Regions from separate parts of the Mus musculus genome. Here region 1 is linked to region 2. A link is a contact called in public Hi-C data. All regions are on one chromosome and are shown on one strand. The core of a region is the stretch at or near the end of the contact, and the rest is flanking DNA. Distances in the headings are between cores, read along the strand shown.

The links. A called contact is a pair of places that touch in the nucleus more often than the background predicts.
Region 1: a Hi-C map of liver shows a contact between it and region 2, with 3 times the contacts expected there. The contact joins the promoter of Cyp2f2 here to the enhancer-like site in region 2. A contact is called at or near these places in 5 of 39 promoter capture datasets (3T3-L1-derived adipocytes, liver, macrophages and 1 more), 4 of 484 Hi-C or Micro-C datasets (embryonic stem cells and liver) and 1 of 115 datasets of contacts at active chromatin or transcription factors (liver).

What each region holds. Positions count from the first base shown.
Region 1 is chr7:27,117,421-27,124,710 of GRCm38.p6, reverse strand. Cyp2f2 (cytochrome P450, family 2, subfamily f, polypeptide 2) reads right to left here and starts at 4,756. Exons shown (of 10, transcript NM_007817.2): 1 at 4,696-4,756; 2 at 2,970-3,160; 3 at 2,714-2,876. The coding sequence starts at 3,140.
Region 2 is chr7:27,056,438-27,063,643 of GRCm38.p6, reverse strand. It overlaps the pseudogene Gm29754. Among named protein-coding and RNA genes, the nearest start is that of Gm51444, 25 kb to the right of the region's middle. Within about 2 kb of position 4,158, at least 3 of the 459 cell types and tissues checked have an H3K27ac peak or open chromatin away from gene starts, as enhancers often do. A contact at or near this core is called in liver, where this site is marked.

The DNA of each region.
Region 1 (7,290 bases), core at 3,507-6,006, 60 kb before region 2:
ACTGGACCAGGAGCCTGCTTTGGGCTCCACAGGACTCTGGGCTTTCCACTGATCATGCTGACTCTGTATTCCCTTGTAACGACCTGTCACTTTGAGGTGTCAGAAGGCAGAGTAAAGACACATTTTGTGTCAAAATGACCTTTGAATTGTCATCAGACTTTGTTGATTGTTTATTGATTATTGAGTGCACAAATAAGATATGTAAATAAGAAAAATAAATATTGGGACACTGGAAACTTGTCCTAGGACAAGCACGGTCTCTGACCCTTTGTACAACCTTTCATGGAAGTGAGTCTCTTCCCCCTCTCTCTTTCTCTCTCTCTCTCCCTCTTCCTTCCTTCCTTCCTTCCTTCCTTCCTTCCTTCCTCCCTCCCTCCCTCCCTCCTTCTTCTTCTTCTTCTCTCTCTCTCTCTCTCTCTCTCTCTCTCTCTCTCTCTCTTTCTTTCTTTCTGGAAAATAAACATTTAATTTAAATTTTGAGAAAACATCCCATTTCTAAGCATCAGTTTACCCTTTTTGACTCATTTCTACATTTTCTCCAAAAGGCCTTTGTTGGTTAACCTCATTGGAAATGTCTGTGAAGAGAGAAGCTCAAAGGAGAAACTGCTTCCAGTTAATAGGCCCGTGGTTGTTGTCTGTCAGGGCATTTCTTAATTGCTAATTGGTATAGGAGAGCCCAGCCCACAGTGTGCAGTACTATCTCTAGGCAGGTTCTTCCCCACTTTCTAAATCTTTTGGTACTAGGATTGATTGACCCAAGGGCCACATAAACACAAAGGCAAGGACACTATCACAGTACCACCTTTCAAAAAGTCATAACCAAACCAAACCCTTTTGCTTTTGTTCTTGACAGTGCCTTCCTATGTAACTCTGGCTGGCCTGAAATTCATTCTGCAGACCAGGCTGGCCTTGAACTTGCAAAGATTCCTGTGGTTCGGCCCATCAAATGCTGTGATTACAAGTGTGTGCTCTCATACCGGACTCTCTTTTCACTTTTACTAATAGTATAAGATTGTTACATTTATTTATTGGATGTGTGTGTGTGTGTGTGTGTGTGTGTGTGTGTGTATACACATGTGCCATAAATATGTGAAGGTCAGAGTGTAACTAGCAGGAATCAGTTTTCTCTTTTTACCATGTGGGTTGCAGGAATTGAACTCAGGAGGCTGGAGAGGTGACTCAGTGGTTAAGAGCACTGACTGCTTTTCCAAAGGTCCAGAGTTCAATTCCCAGCAACCACGTGGTGGCTCACAACCATCTGTAATGGGATCTGACACACTCTTCTGGTGTGTCTGAAGACAGTGACAGTGTACTCACATACAATAAATAAACAAATCTTAAAAAAAAGAAGAAAGTAAAAGAAAAAAGGAATTGAACTCAGGTAGTCAGTCTTGTCAGTAAGACCCTTACCTCTTGAGCCATATCACTGGCCCTACATTTTATTATTTGTATTGATACCAGCTGTCTTCCTCAGTCACTCTCCACAGCTGTTTTATTAAGGCAATGCCTTTCACTTGAGTCCAGAGCCTGCCAATCCAGCTAGTCTGGTTATCTAGCTCTGGTGATCCCTTGTCTCTGACTTGTGTGTGTGTGTGCTGGGATTACAGGCAGCCACTGTGCCCACCTGGCATTTATGTGAGGGCTGGAGCTCTGAATTCCCAACCTCACACTTCTGCAGCAAGTGCTTCACCCTCTGAGCCATCTTCCTAGGCCCTGAACTCTTTCACCCTGTCTTGCCCTGGCTGGTCACCTTCATCATTCAGGACCTCTGGGGCAGGAATTCCTTCCTGGCTGGGTCAGGTATGTTCTTTGGGTTCCTGCAGCTCCTCAACACAGTTCTGACCATGCCGGGATGTCACAGTCTCATGATGGCCTCTGTTTTAGGAATCATGGGATAAAGTCTTGTGTGTTATATTTCTTTTTAAAAAAATTTTTTTTCATGTGCAATTGGTTTCTTGCCTGCACATATTTCTGTGTGAGGGTGTCAGATCCCCTGAAACTTGAGTTACAGACAGTTGTGAGTTGCCATGTGGGTGCTGGGAATCAAATCTGGATCCTCTGGAAGAGCAGTCAGTGCTCTTAACCACTGAGCCATCTCTCCAGCCCCAAGTGTTGGATTCTTAAATTTTTAAAAAATTTCTTTTGTTATAGTAAAGACTTGGCTGTTGAAGAAGAAAGAAGATGAAGGAGATGGTTCAGTGGGTAAGGTGCTTGCCGTGCACGCACAAGGACCTGAGTTCTATTCCCACCACCCACGTTTTGCTAGGCGTGACCATGACTATTCCTGGTGCAGTGGTGCAAAGACAGGTGGAGACAGACTCTGTCACAAACAACGTGCAAACAAACACCCTCTCCCCAAATGAGATAGGATTTGAAAGGGGGGGGAACACTGATGTAGGCCTGAAAGAGATTGGTGAGACAAAGGCTAAAATAACTCGGCTACTTGATTGAGTGGAAATTTGATGATGTGGTTGAGATAGAGTAAGGATGGGGTGAACGTAGGGTTCGACTGAGTGGACGTGGAGGTTGGTCAGGTTGCTCAGTTCGAGGTGCTGGAGGTGAGGTAGATCCTACCCTCCTTTCAGCATTGCTTGTCTGCATCCTTCATGAGGTCATTAGTGAGATCTGCAGCTCTGAGTGGACAGCTTCTCACCCTTATTCCCTACCTAGATATGCAAGGGCTAGAGGCTGGAGGAGGTGAGGGTGGGCTTACCGTTGCCCCTGGTGAAGTTGAAAAAGACGGGGTATGCGCCTCGGCCACTGAACTCCTCCCCTTTGTCCACAAGAGCCTCCTTCACAGTTTGGTATCCGCTGAGGACTATCACAGGCCTGGACCCCAGGTACACCGTGAACACCGACCCATACTCCTTGCTAAGCTGGAGGTAGAAGAGAGAGTTTACAGGGGGCTTAGTGGCCGTGGCAACCCTTCCTGGCTCCATTGCCCTTTGCCCTTGCCAAGTCTCCTGCACCTTGGTGAGGGAGGTCAGCAAGTCTTGGGAGCGAAGCTGCAGCAGGTTTCCCAGGATTGGGAGAGGTTTGGGTCCTGGAGGCAGCTGGCCCTTGCCCCGTGAGCTGAAGGTCAGGGACAGAGAGATGACAGCCAGGAGGAGAAGCAAGATGGCTGTGCTCACACCATCCATAGTGAAGGCAGCTGCAGCGCCTGGAGGGACAAAGAGGGAGAAGTCAAGTGTGGGGTCCCCCTACTTAGTTCTTCTGGAACTTTCCTCCTTTGAACCCAGGCAATGGGACTGTGGAGGGAAGGGGAGGTGGAGTGATGTCAGAGTGTTAAGAGGGAGAGGGGGAAGAAGGAAAAGGGGAGAAGGAAGAGTGTGTGTGAACACAGACTAATTGTCAAAACATAAACGTGCGAAAGGAATGCAGAGATAGGCAGAGACAGACAGCTACAGAAACCCAAAGCAACAGTCACAACATAGGAAACAGTGGAATCTATGTCTTTTCTGTTTACGTAGCTGTATTATCTATCAGCTAACAATATATTGTCCATTAACCATCTATCTACTGATAGTCTATCATCTATCAATAATCCATCTAACATCTATCTATCTATCAATCATTTTTCATTTATCTCTCATCTGTCTATCTTAAACCATCTACCAAAACACTGGTTCTCACAAAAAGAAATAACAAAATATAGAGAGACACGCAGAGATGGGTACAGACAGAGAAAATCACAGGGAGAGGGGAGAGGGGACAGGGGAGAGGGGAGAGGGGAGAGGGGAGAGGGGAGAGGGGAGAGGAGAGAGGGGAGAGGGGAGAGGGGAGAGGGGAGAGGGGAGAGGAGAGAGAGAGAGAGAGAGAGAGAGAGGGGGAGAGAGAGAGAGAGATGACTTCAGAGAAAGAGAAAGAAGAGAGATGGCGTTGAAGAGACGGATGCACACACACTTTTTTCCCTGGTCTATTAAGACAGGGTCTCACGTGGCAGGCCATGCTGGCTTCAGATTAATCCCAGCTGCAGCCTCTTGAGTGCCAGGATTATAGGTATTCACTGCACCTAGCTCAGAGATGCACACCAAGAAACAGAGTCAGACCAGCCACAATGTTGCACACCTGCAACCCAGCATGGGGGAGGCAGAGGCAGGAAGATATTAAAGGTTTGAGGTTAGCCTTTCTACATAGTGGGTTTCTAGCCAGTCCAGGGCCATGCACACAATCTTGTCGCAGGAAGCAAAACAACAAAACAAAACAAAATAAAACAAAACAAAAAACCCCTTCAAATAAAACAACAATAAAATCCCAAACAAATGAGCTCAAAGCCAAACAAACAACAACAAAGATGCCAAACAAACAACAACAAAGACGCCAAACCAGAAAACTATGAAACCATCCAGTGATAGACACTGCAAAATAAAGGATCTTAAAAGACATGTATTAAAATGACACCCATGATATTGCTGCTTGTCAAGTTAAAAAGAAGAAAATAAATAAGGAATAAAGGGTGTGGGGAAGTGGGGAGATGGATGGGAGACGGGAGAGAGAGAGAGAGAGAGAGAGAGAGAGAGAGAGAGAGAGAGAGAGAGAGAGAGAGAGAGAGAGAGAGAGAGAGATCCTTTTAAAAGGGCCTGGAGACTGGAGGACAAACGGCATGCATGGTCCACAAGCTGAGACAGACATACAAGTCCCAGAATTGATTTGCAGAGACAGAGACAGAGACCTCTCTTGGGAGCCACCCCTCACCTGTATCAGTATTCTGCAGCAATGTTCTGAAGTTCTTGTGTGTGCTGCAGTGTATGTGTGTATGTGGGGGCAGGGCATGCCCTTAAGTTGTCTCTCCATGCTCCTCCTCTGCCCTGCCTTCTTTCCTGGTTCTTCCAGTGATTTTAATCTCCTCCTACCATCCTAGCATACCTTGTCTATAGACCTTGGGCTCTTAGCCAGCTGGCATGGTGGGGTAAATGTGGCCACACCTCTAGAACCCTCTGTCACTTGACTGGGTCTTCCTGGCTTGAAGGCTGACCTTAAATCCCTTTTGTGTGGACAGTACTTGCTATCTGCCTTAGGACAGAGCAAAGGCTTTCCGACTCTGGACCCGGTTCTTGAGGAGAAGGTGGGGTTATGGGGTGTTGGCTAAAATAATTAACAGGCCAGGGAGGGAGTATTGTGATCTAGTACTGGATCCAGTCCTAGTTTGAGCTCTTCTGTTCTGTGTTTATGAGTTCAAGTCCAGTTTTGCTTCCCTAGCTAGGAGGCCTTGTGTAAGGCCCATTCCCTTTCCATTGAGTCCTCATTTCTGGGCATCTCTCTCAGTGGATTCTTCTTGCAGTCTTGCAGTTTGTCTCTGAAATTCTATATGACTCTCATTCTGTCTCTCTTAGTCTGGCAATAAAATATCCTGAGACACGTATTAAAACAACACACATATGATATTGCTGATTGTCAAGTTAAAAAAAAAAAAGAAGAAGAGAAAGAAGGAAATAGAGACTAAAAGGGAAGGAAAGGTGGATATGTTGTAGCCAAGGGTCTGGCAGACCCTTAGAAGTGTATCCATCTTTGCTGTCCTTCTGAAGGGTAGGAGATGAGGCACTTGGAGTCATCCTTTCTCTTTAAGATTATTTTAAAAATTTAATTATGTGTATGGATCTGGTATGTGCATGTGAGTGCAGTTGCCCACAGAAGTCAGAGTCAGATTCCCCGGATTTGGAATTGTAGGCTGTTGTGAGCAGTGCAGGAACCAAACTTGGAGTCTCCGTAAGAGTGGTGCAGGCTCTTAACCCCCGAACCATCTCTCTAGTCTGGTCTTGTGTGACCGTGAATGTCTTAGAACTTGCTATGTAGCTAAGGGTGACCTTGAACTCTGGAACTTTCAGCTTCACCCCTGGAATGATGGCACTATGGGCATGTGCATCCGCACCTGGTTTTGGTAACTGGCGAGGATGAAATGCAGGGCTTCATGCATGGTAGACAGACCTCCCTGGCCCTCCCTTTCTTTCTCTCTGCGTTTCTCCCGTTCTTATCTCCCAGTAAGTTCTTGTAGGTTGTATCTCTTCTATACTATTGGCTTCTATGGCTTATGCTTCTGTGACTGTGAGTACAGTGGGCTTAGGCTGAAGGACGGTTAAGGAGAAAGGCAGGGCCACAGAAAAGGGATCGCAGACTCAAATCACACTCTCCCTCACTGCCTCATATAAGGTTCTCCTTCTGTTTTCCTGAGTCACTGCCCCCATGTCTGTTCTTGGCTCTCATCTTGGAAACTGTTCCAAGTTTCTCAACTTCTGTCCAGATCAGAAGGATAGAGTGCCAAAACCAGAGTTGGCCAGGGTGAGGGGAGAAGTGAGTTAAGGTCTAGTAAGCCCTTGGAAGTGCACCAGGCTTCCTCTGCCCTTCTGGGAGGCTGTGGGAGAGGAAGTAATTCAATACTTTAGGTCTCAAGTACTCAGTGAGATGGAGGTGGGGCAGGTGGTATTGTTACAGCCCTGGACAGGCTGGTTAGGGCTGGTCCCAGGAGAGGGGTGAAAACTTCCTTGTGGGATTACAAGCCTCCTGTTTCCCATAGCAGCAACCCCTACTTCTGGTGGGGAGGTGCAGTACGGGCTCCACTCCAGTCCTTTGACTTGACTTGAATCTGGTTCGAGGGCTACCCACGTGATGGCCTCACTGGGGGAACTCAGGATTCATGAAGGGTTGTTTTAGGAACTTCGTGTTTTTCTTCTGTTCTGACTTGCTGTGCTGTTCCAAATGGAACTTGGACTCGAGCAGAGATATGCTTTAGTCTTTAAGCTTGGTGCCATTGAGATTTTGGGGCTTATAATTTATGTGGAAGGCTGTGCCGTGTGTGGTAAGATGCCAGAAGCCATTTCTCCATCCATCTGGTTATGATAGAACCAAATGGCTTTGGAGGTTCTTCCTCGTTTTTGTTGTACACATTCTGTTTAGATTTATTTTGTTTTATATGTATGAATGTTTTGCCTGTGTGTATATCTGTGTACCAAACGCATGCCTGGTGCCTGAAGAGATCAGAAGAGAATGTTATATCCGCTGGAACTATAGTTAGGGATAGTTGTGAACTGAGCCAAATCTTTTACAAAAGTTATCTCTCCAGCCCTACGTGTGTTCTTTTTCTTTCCTTTCCTTTCCTTTCCTTTCCTTTCCTTTCCTTTCCTTTCCTTTCCTTTCCTTTCCTTTCCTTTCCTTTTCTCTTATTTTCTTTTTTCCTTTTCCTTCCTTCCTCCCTCCCTCCCTCCCTCTCTCTTTCCTTCCTTCTTTCTTTCCTTCCTTCTTTCTTCTTTTTTCCCCCTTTTTTTCCGTTTTTGATTCTGGAGATCAAATCTAAAG
Region 2 (7,206 bases), core at 2,909-5,408:
TTTAGAGAGCTGTTAGTTCTGTCTACCTTTCCTGAAGACTGGGGTTGGTAGGGCATATGAAAATGCCAAGGGATGTCTAGAGCTTTAGATAGAGGTTGAGAAACATGGGAGGTAGATTCAGGACCATTGTCTGACTGGAGGGAGGCAGGGACACCGAATCAGGAAATGATCTCTCAGAGGAGGAGATCAGAAACTGAGTCTTTTGTTGGTTGTGCGAAATGCCTCTACCCACCCAGAGCAAGTGTCCACTGAGACAAGGAGGTACTTGGCACATTTGACAGTGTGCATGTGGGTAAAATCAAGTTGCCAGTTGGCTCTAGGAAGGGAACCTCTAGCCTGATGGGTAGGAAAAAGGGGTGCTATGACATCTGGAGTTGGAGTTTGACATTTGACAGATTTTGCAAGAGGCAGTGATAGATTTTAAGAAACTTAAGTCCTCAGGAGTAGGCTGTAGGTGGCTTTTAACAAAATAAGACAATGCTTGGCTGTTTAGGATGAAAGAGTTGGTGAAGATAGGACTGACTTTGATGAGTGTTGGGGAGTGAGAGTGAGGATTCGAGTTGTGTATGAATGTCCTGGGGAGGGTGAGACAAGTCTAGGCTGCTAAGGGCTGCAGCTCTAGCTCCCTTGTCGGTTCAGTTGTTTCCCTTGGAGACAATGGAGTTATCAGTCTGGTAGAATCTGCAGTGGGCTATTCCAGTAGCTGTGGGGAGATAGAAGGCTTTTAGCATAGCCATAATTGGTTTGCATTAGTTACTGGTCCTCCTTTTGTTGTAAGTAACCCATGCTCCTTCCAGATAGCAGCGTGGGACAGGAGGATATGGAAAACGTATTTGGAGTCTATGTAGATGTTTAGGGATTGTTCCTGTGCCAGTTGAAAGACAAAGGTAAGGGTTATTCATTCAGCCTTTTGATTGGTGGTATGAACAGGGAGAGTCTGTGCTTCAACCACTCTGTGTCTGATACTGTATCATAGCCAGCTCTTCTGGCCCTTTTATGTAAAAAGGAGATGCCATCTGTATACCATGTATAGATGGCCCGAGGCAATGTGCTCTCCTGTACGTGTGAAGTATGAGGTAATAGTTCCTCTAAGGATTCAGTGCAGGAGTGAGATAGGGAGTGGTTAGTATTTGATTGAGGAAGAAGATTGGAAATATTAAGAAGATTGGAAATATTAAGAAGTGGGCATGATTGGAAAGTACGTGTGGAATCTTCTATTAGTGTTACCTGAAGGAAAGTACCCTGGAGGAAGGTAGAGTCTGTAAGCATTTGTCAGTTAGGAGTTGTGACAGGTTAAGAGAAGAGAAGGCAGTTACAGGTGACTCAAAAATTAGTTTTTTAGACTCTCAAATAAGGAGTTCAGTGGCTGCTAAGGTATGAATACAGGTGCCTATCCGTAGATGGTTAGATCTAGTTTTTTTTTTTTTTTTGACAGGTGTGCTTGTAGCAAAAGAGGGTCCCAGTTGGTGATCCAGGACTCCAAGGGCAAATCCCTCTTTTTTGGTTACATAGAGCAAGAAAGGATTAGTCAGGTCAGGGAGGTGTAAGGCCAGGGCCTTAAGGAGAGCCTCTTCGAGTCTTTGAAAAGGCTTGATAATAGGTTTGAGAAGAGGTTCATGGGTGGGGCCTGATGCTGCTTCATATAAGGGTCAGGAAATAAGGGAAAAGGAAGGAACTCAGGAATGTAAAAAACTGACTATTCCTAGGAATGATAAATCTCTTCCTTTGTAGAAGGAATTCTTAGAAACTGAATTAGATTCTTTCTATCTAAGGTAATATAACCTTGTGAGTTGAGCTAATTGTTAGTCCCAAATAGGTAGCCTGAGGAGTAGACAGTTGGACTTTAGAAGGTGAGACCCTGTAGCCTTGACTGGACAGGAAATTTAGAAGAGCAGAGGTGTGAGCTTGACTAATTTTTAGAGAGCATTTACAGAGAAGAATATCATCTATGTAATGGACACTCTTAGATTTGGAAAAAGGCAGAGAAAGGAAGTCAGAAGCCAGAGCCTGGCCGAATAGGTGAGGTAGAACAGTCCAGGTGAGTTGAGTAGAAAAGTGGGTGTCAGTGTCAGTCTAGGTAAAGGCAAAGATGTTCTGTGAGTGGGCATCTAGAGGTACATAGAATGCATCCTTGAGATCTAAGACCTAGAAATGAGACGTTCCTGAAGGGATAATGGAAAGAAGTATATAAGGATTAGCCACAACAGGATGGAGAGAAACCACTGCAGAATTAATGTGCCTGAGATCTTGGACCAGGCAATAGGTTTCTTAACTGCTAGTATGGGTACTAAAGGTGGAAGAGGTAGGAGGGAGGAGTTTTTTCCTTAAGAGGTCAAAGACGATAGGCTTAAGTCCCCTGAGGCTCTGGAGAGAAAGAGGGTATTGAGATTTGGTGATGTACCTGGTAGGGTCCAGTAATTGTATGACAAAAGGATAATGATGTTTAGCAAGAGAGGAGTTCTAAAGGTCCAGACTTGAGGGTCTACTTGAGAAGCTGGCAAAGGAAACAATATATTAGAGTTAGTAGGTTGAGTGGCAAGGAGGAGGAAGAGGAAGAGGAGGAGGAGGAGGAAGAGGAGGAGGAGGAGGAGGAGGAGGAGGAGGAGAGGGTCTGCTGGCAAGGTTGAGTTTAGGTGAATGGGGGGGGGGAGCAAAAGAAATAGAGGCTCCCAATTTATCTAGAAGATTCCTTCCCAATAAGGGGACAGGACACATTGGCACTACAAAAAAGGAATGGGTGAAAGGAACACCTCTAAAAATGCAACTTAGTGGTGGGGTTTGGTGAGGAAAGCAAGGCTGTCCTCCTACCCTGACACCAGGGGAACAAGAAGGAGAAGTAGGATCCCAAGACTTCATCAGGACTGAGCAAGCAGCCCCAGTGTCCAAGAGCACAGTTGATGTAACCTCCATGCCTTCATCAGAGGTTGTCTCTGTTCCCTTGAGGCTTTTCAGAGTGACACCAAAGTATCTGCATGCGATGAAGATCCAAACCCTATCCTCAATCATTCTCTTCACCATCTTTCTAATAAAGTCCACCCAGACACAATGGGACACAGGGGCCAGCAAAGAGAATGGGTTTCCTGAGTTCACACTATCTCACCCAAGATGTTCCAGGGCATTGCCCATCCAAACCATCCCCTGTGGGAAATCAGACAGTGAGCTGCCTGCCCTCTGACAGGGAAAACAGCAAGGGCTAGAGAATCTCCAACTGTCTCCCAACTCCTTGAACCATTCTAATGTTGTGAGATCCCTTGGCAGATTATGAGAGCCAGTTTGGACAGGCCTCTGGACCCTTCCTCCTGCCACCTGAATTGAGAAACAATTTCCCCAGCTGCCTCCTCCTTCTTACTCAAGAGAACAGAGGGGGCAGCAGGAGCCCAGGGCAGATACCATCCCAGGCACTGGCCAGAAAGCATCATGTGATAGACTAATACCCACCAGGTTGGACCCACTCAATCTTTCTCCATCCCAAACCAACAAACATCTTTCCTATGTCTGCCCTTTGTCCCTCCAGGTTTCAGAGTCCAGAAGTAATGAATACTTTCCAATGTGTGTCAATACTGGGTCTGCTAGCATGGCATGCCTCTCAGGTGGAGGTTGTGTCAGCCCATAACTCCAAGGACCTGCCATCAGTGCCTGCCAAGCCCAAAGGGGCTCCACCAAGGTAAGCTGAGAACAACCCCAACTCTGAAACTCTGATTTCACATTCTATCTGATGCTCCTGTTTGAAGATCAAGGCTCAGTTTTGATCCTGTAGTAGCTACCTTTTCATAGTCCTGAATGTAAGCTTCTAGGCTCACGCTGAATATTGTCTACCAATAGTGAGTCTTTCATCTTCTTTTGGCATGGCATCTCTAAGAACCTCTTACTTATCACAGTAGCCATTGCTATCTCAACGTGATACCTTGACTGTCTTATATCTCTCTGGCTTTAGAATTCTCCAAGATAATCTGTTCTCATTGGTGAAGCACACCTCCTCAATCAGTCCTACTAAGCATAGTTCCCACATGACCCTCCAGTCCAATCCCAATTTTTTCTTTGCTTCTTAACTTGGTGACATCAGTGTGGTTGATGAGTAAGCTTCAGTGTTACAAAACTGTGTAACACCATGGCCACAGAGATCAAATCTTACTGGAATGCACCATGCTCAAAATTTGGCAAGTGCGAATAAATTACCAGTGAACAGTTTTGTGGGGAGGACAGCGAAGGGGAGAGGTGAATGAGAACATAGGTTGCCACACCAACCCCAGTAGAATCTGTGTGACAAGTTCCACAGACTGAGGTGAAAACTTCAAAAGAAGGAGGCCTCCTGGAACCGGTTGTGGAACTCTTGGCTGGCGCAAAATATTGATCCGTAGTTCTCATGGCAATTTATCTGTTTTGTTTTCTCTCATTCCTTTTCTTATTAATGACATGTTCCTGGTAGCCTAGGCCACGATCTTCAGCGACAATAATGGGTAAGAAACCATCCCTTGAGATGGGGGGAGGGGGTCACTAATATGGTCTTATCTCTGGGGAAACCAACACTTTACTTCATACACCATTTATAAAATTATATAATAGTATTATGACAGATAAAAACTTTCCCAACAATAAAATTTCATATGACTTCATGTGTGTCATTAGGGGTGGGTTTTGGTATATGATAAAGAAAGCCTTAAATAAAAAGAATTAAAATAGTTTAAATTTATACGTTGAAGTTTTATAAAAACTCAGACATTAGATGTTAAACAATAATTGTCCATAAAATTTATTAACCCGCTCTTGGATACATGTCACTAGCCTTGGGTGATTGATTATATCCTTTCAGAGTTGTTATACTTGGATGATTTCTATTAATCATGGTGTCACCTGTTCTGTTTGTGATTCACTGAGTACATCTTTTCAGAGTTGAGATGCTCGCTTGATTTTGGTGCTTTACTGTGCCAAATGATAATGATGGTATTTGTGATTGTTTCACTGTACACATCTTCTAAGTGTCGTAATATTTGCTCTTTTAATGTACAAAAACCCATGCTTTAGACTTGCAAAATACACTCAGATTCAAACTGCCTCTGTGTTTGTTTCTGTTTGTCACTGCTGAATCCTTACCCACCTAGCTTCGAGGACCCTCATTCCAGGGACCCCATGCCCGACTGGGGTGGTCCGTGAAATAGGTAGTAATACACATGTAAGAAAAGATCAGTGAGAAATGCATTTCTTTGTATGCTAATAATAGCATTATGGTGATATAAGGAATATGCATGAGACGTCGTGTAGCCTTGCATTCTTTCCAGCTTCCTCCCTATAGTCCACTGTGCTTCCCACACATTTACTCAAACCTCATGTCAGATTTCATTCTTCCATTTTCTAATTATTTCCTAGATACCAGGAATCACTCCAGAAGGAGATGCAATGTGAGGAGTGGGTGTGGCAGCAGTCCCAAGAAGGCGCCAGGCACTGCAGCTAAGTCTTATGACTTGCATCTGACTTCCTCATACACCTGAAAATAAGCCACAACCATCGTGAGAGTTGCGCAGGTGTACCAGGATACTGGCGAATCCATTTTGGTGGAGACATGACCCTGTTGCCCTGATTAGCTGAAGCTGCGTGCCTGGTGAGGTGACGTGGCCTGCTGTGAGTGGATGAGGGCTGAGAGTATATAAGAGTGAGAGGCCCGGGTTAGTGAGAGGATTATTATTCGAGAGAGGATTATTATTATGAGGAGATATAAACAAAGAGAAAGAGGAAGACTGAAGTTTGCTGAATAAACTGCTGTTAGAAGGACTGGTGGTCATGTCGTTCTTGCTGGTCAAGAGCAGACGCGACAATGCAACACAGCCTTAGCTATGACGTTCCCTTTTCAATGGTGGGGAAATGAGAGTCCAGAAGCAGAAAAATCAGAATGAACAGGATAGACAAAGGTTCAAGGCCTTTGGCCCGAGGGTCTCTCAGCCATGTGCTCCCTGTCACCCTCTCTGTCCTGTCTGTAGTGTCCCCGTAGGAAAATGGAAGTCTTGATAACACAACAGCTACTGAAATGACCCGAGGAAGGGAAAGCCTCTGTTCAGGGCCTTCATAGCTGAGCTGTGGCAGTGGGAGTGGGGTGAGGTTTGATAAATTAGAACCCACTGGTCTGTGACTCTCAAACTAATTTTTATTTTTATTTCCCTGATGGTGTACAATGCCAAGCACTCTCTCTCTCTCTCTCTCTCAATCTCTCTCTCTCTCTTAAATTATTTTGTTTTTTTACTTATTCACTTTACATCCTGCTCACTGTCCCCCTCCTGGTCACCCCATCCAACAATCCTTCTCCTATTTCCTCTCTTCTCTTCCTCTGAGGGGGTGCGGTCCCTCTGTGTATCCTCCTACCCTGGCACTTCAAGTCTCTGAAAGGCTATGCATATCCTCTTCCACTGAGGCCAGGAAAGGCAGCCCAACTAGAAGAACATCTCCCACATGTAGGCAACAGCTTTTGGGATAACCCCCAGTCCAGTTGTTCAGAACCCACATGAAGACCAAGCTGCACATCTCCTACATATGTGCAGGGAGTCCTAGGTCCAGCCCCTGTATGTTCTGCTTATTTGACATTTGTTTTTCTTTTTTTGGAGAACTGTCTGTTCGGTTCACTTATCCATTTATTGTTTGTCAAATACACACACACATATGTATATATATGTATATGTATACATATATATATATATACATATGTGTGTGTGTGTATATATATATATATATATGTACACACACACACGTATATATATTTCACTTTGCCAGTTGTGTTCCTTGTTAGACAGAAGCTCTCTGAACTTTATATAATCTTATTTGTCATTTTGAACATTATATCTCTATCTCTGAATTTATTACATTGAATTTAATATATATAATTATATTAGAAAGAGTTCCTGTATATAGTGATACTTCAGTGTCCTCTCCCTACATTTTCTTCTAGAAGTTCCAGAATTTGGGATTAAGAATATTTTATTACAGTTTTGAACTTGTGCATGTATGTGTAAGTATATGCATGTATATGTATATGTGTGTGTATGTGTATTCGTATGTGTTAAAATAACATGGTGTGTGTGTGTTTGTGTGTGTGGAAATCAAAGCTTGTGGAAGTCAATTCTTTCCTCCCATCATGTATCTGAGGACGGAATCCATGCCATCAGGTTTCGTGCAGGCTTCTTTATCCACTGTGCCATTTCACTGGATTTTGTAAATATGTAA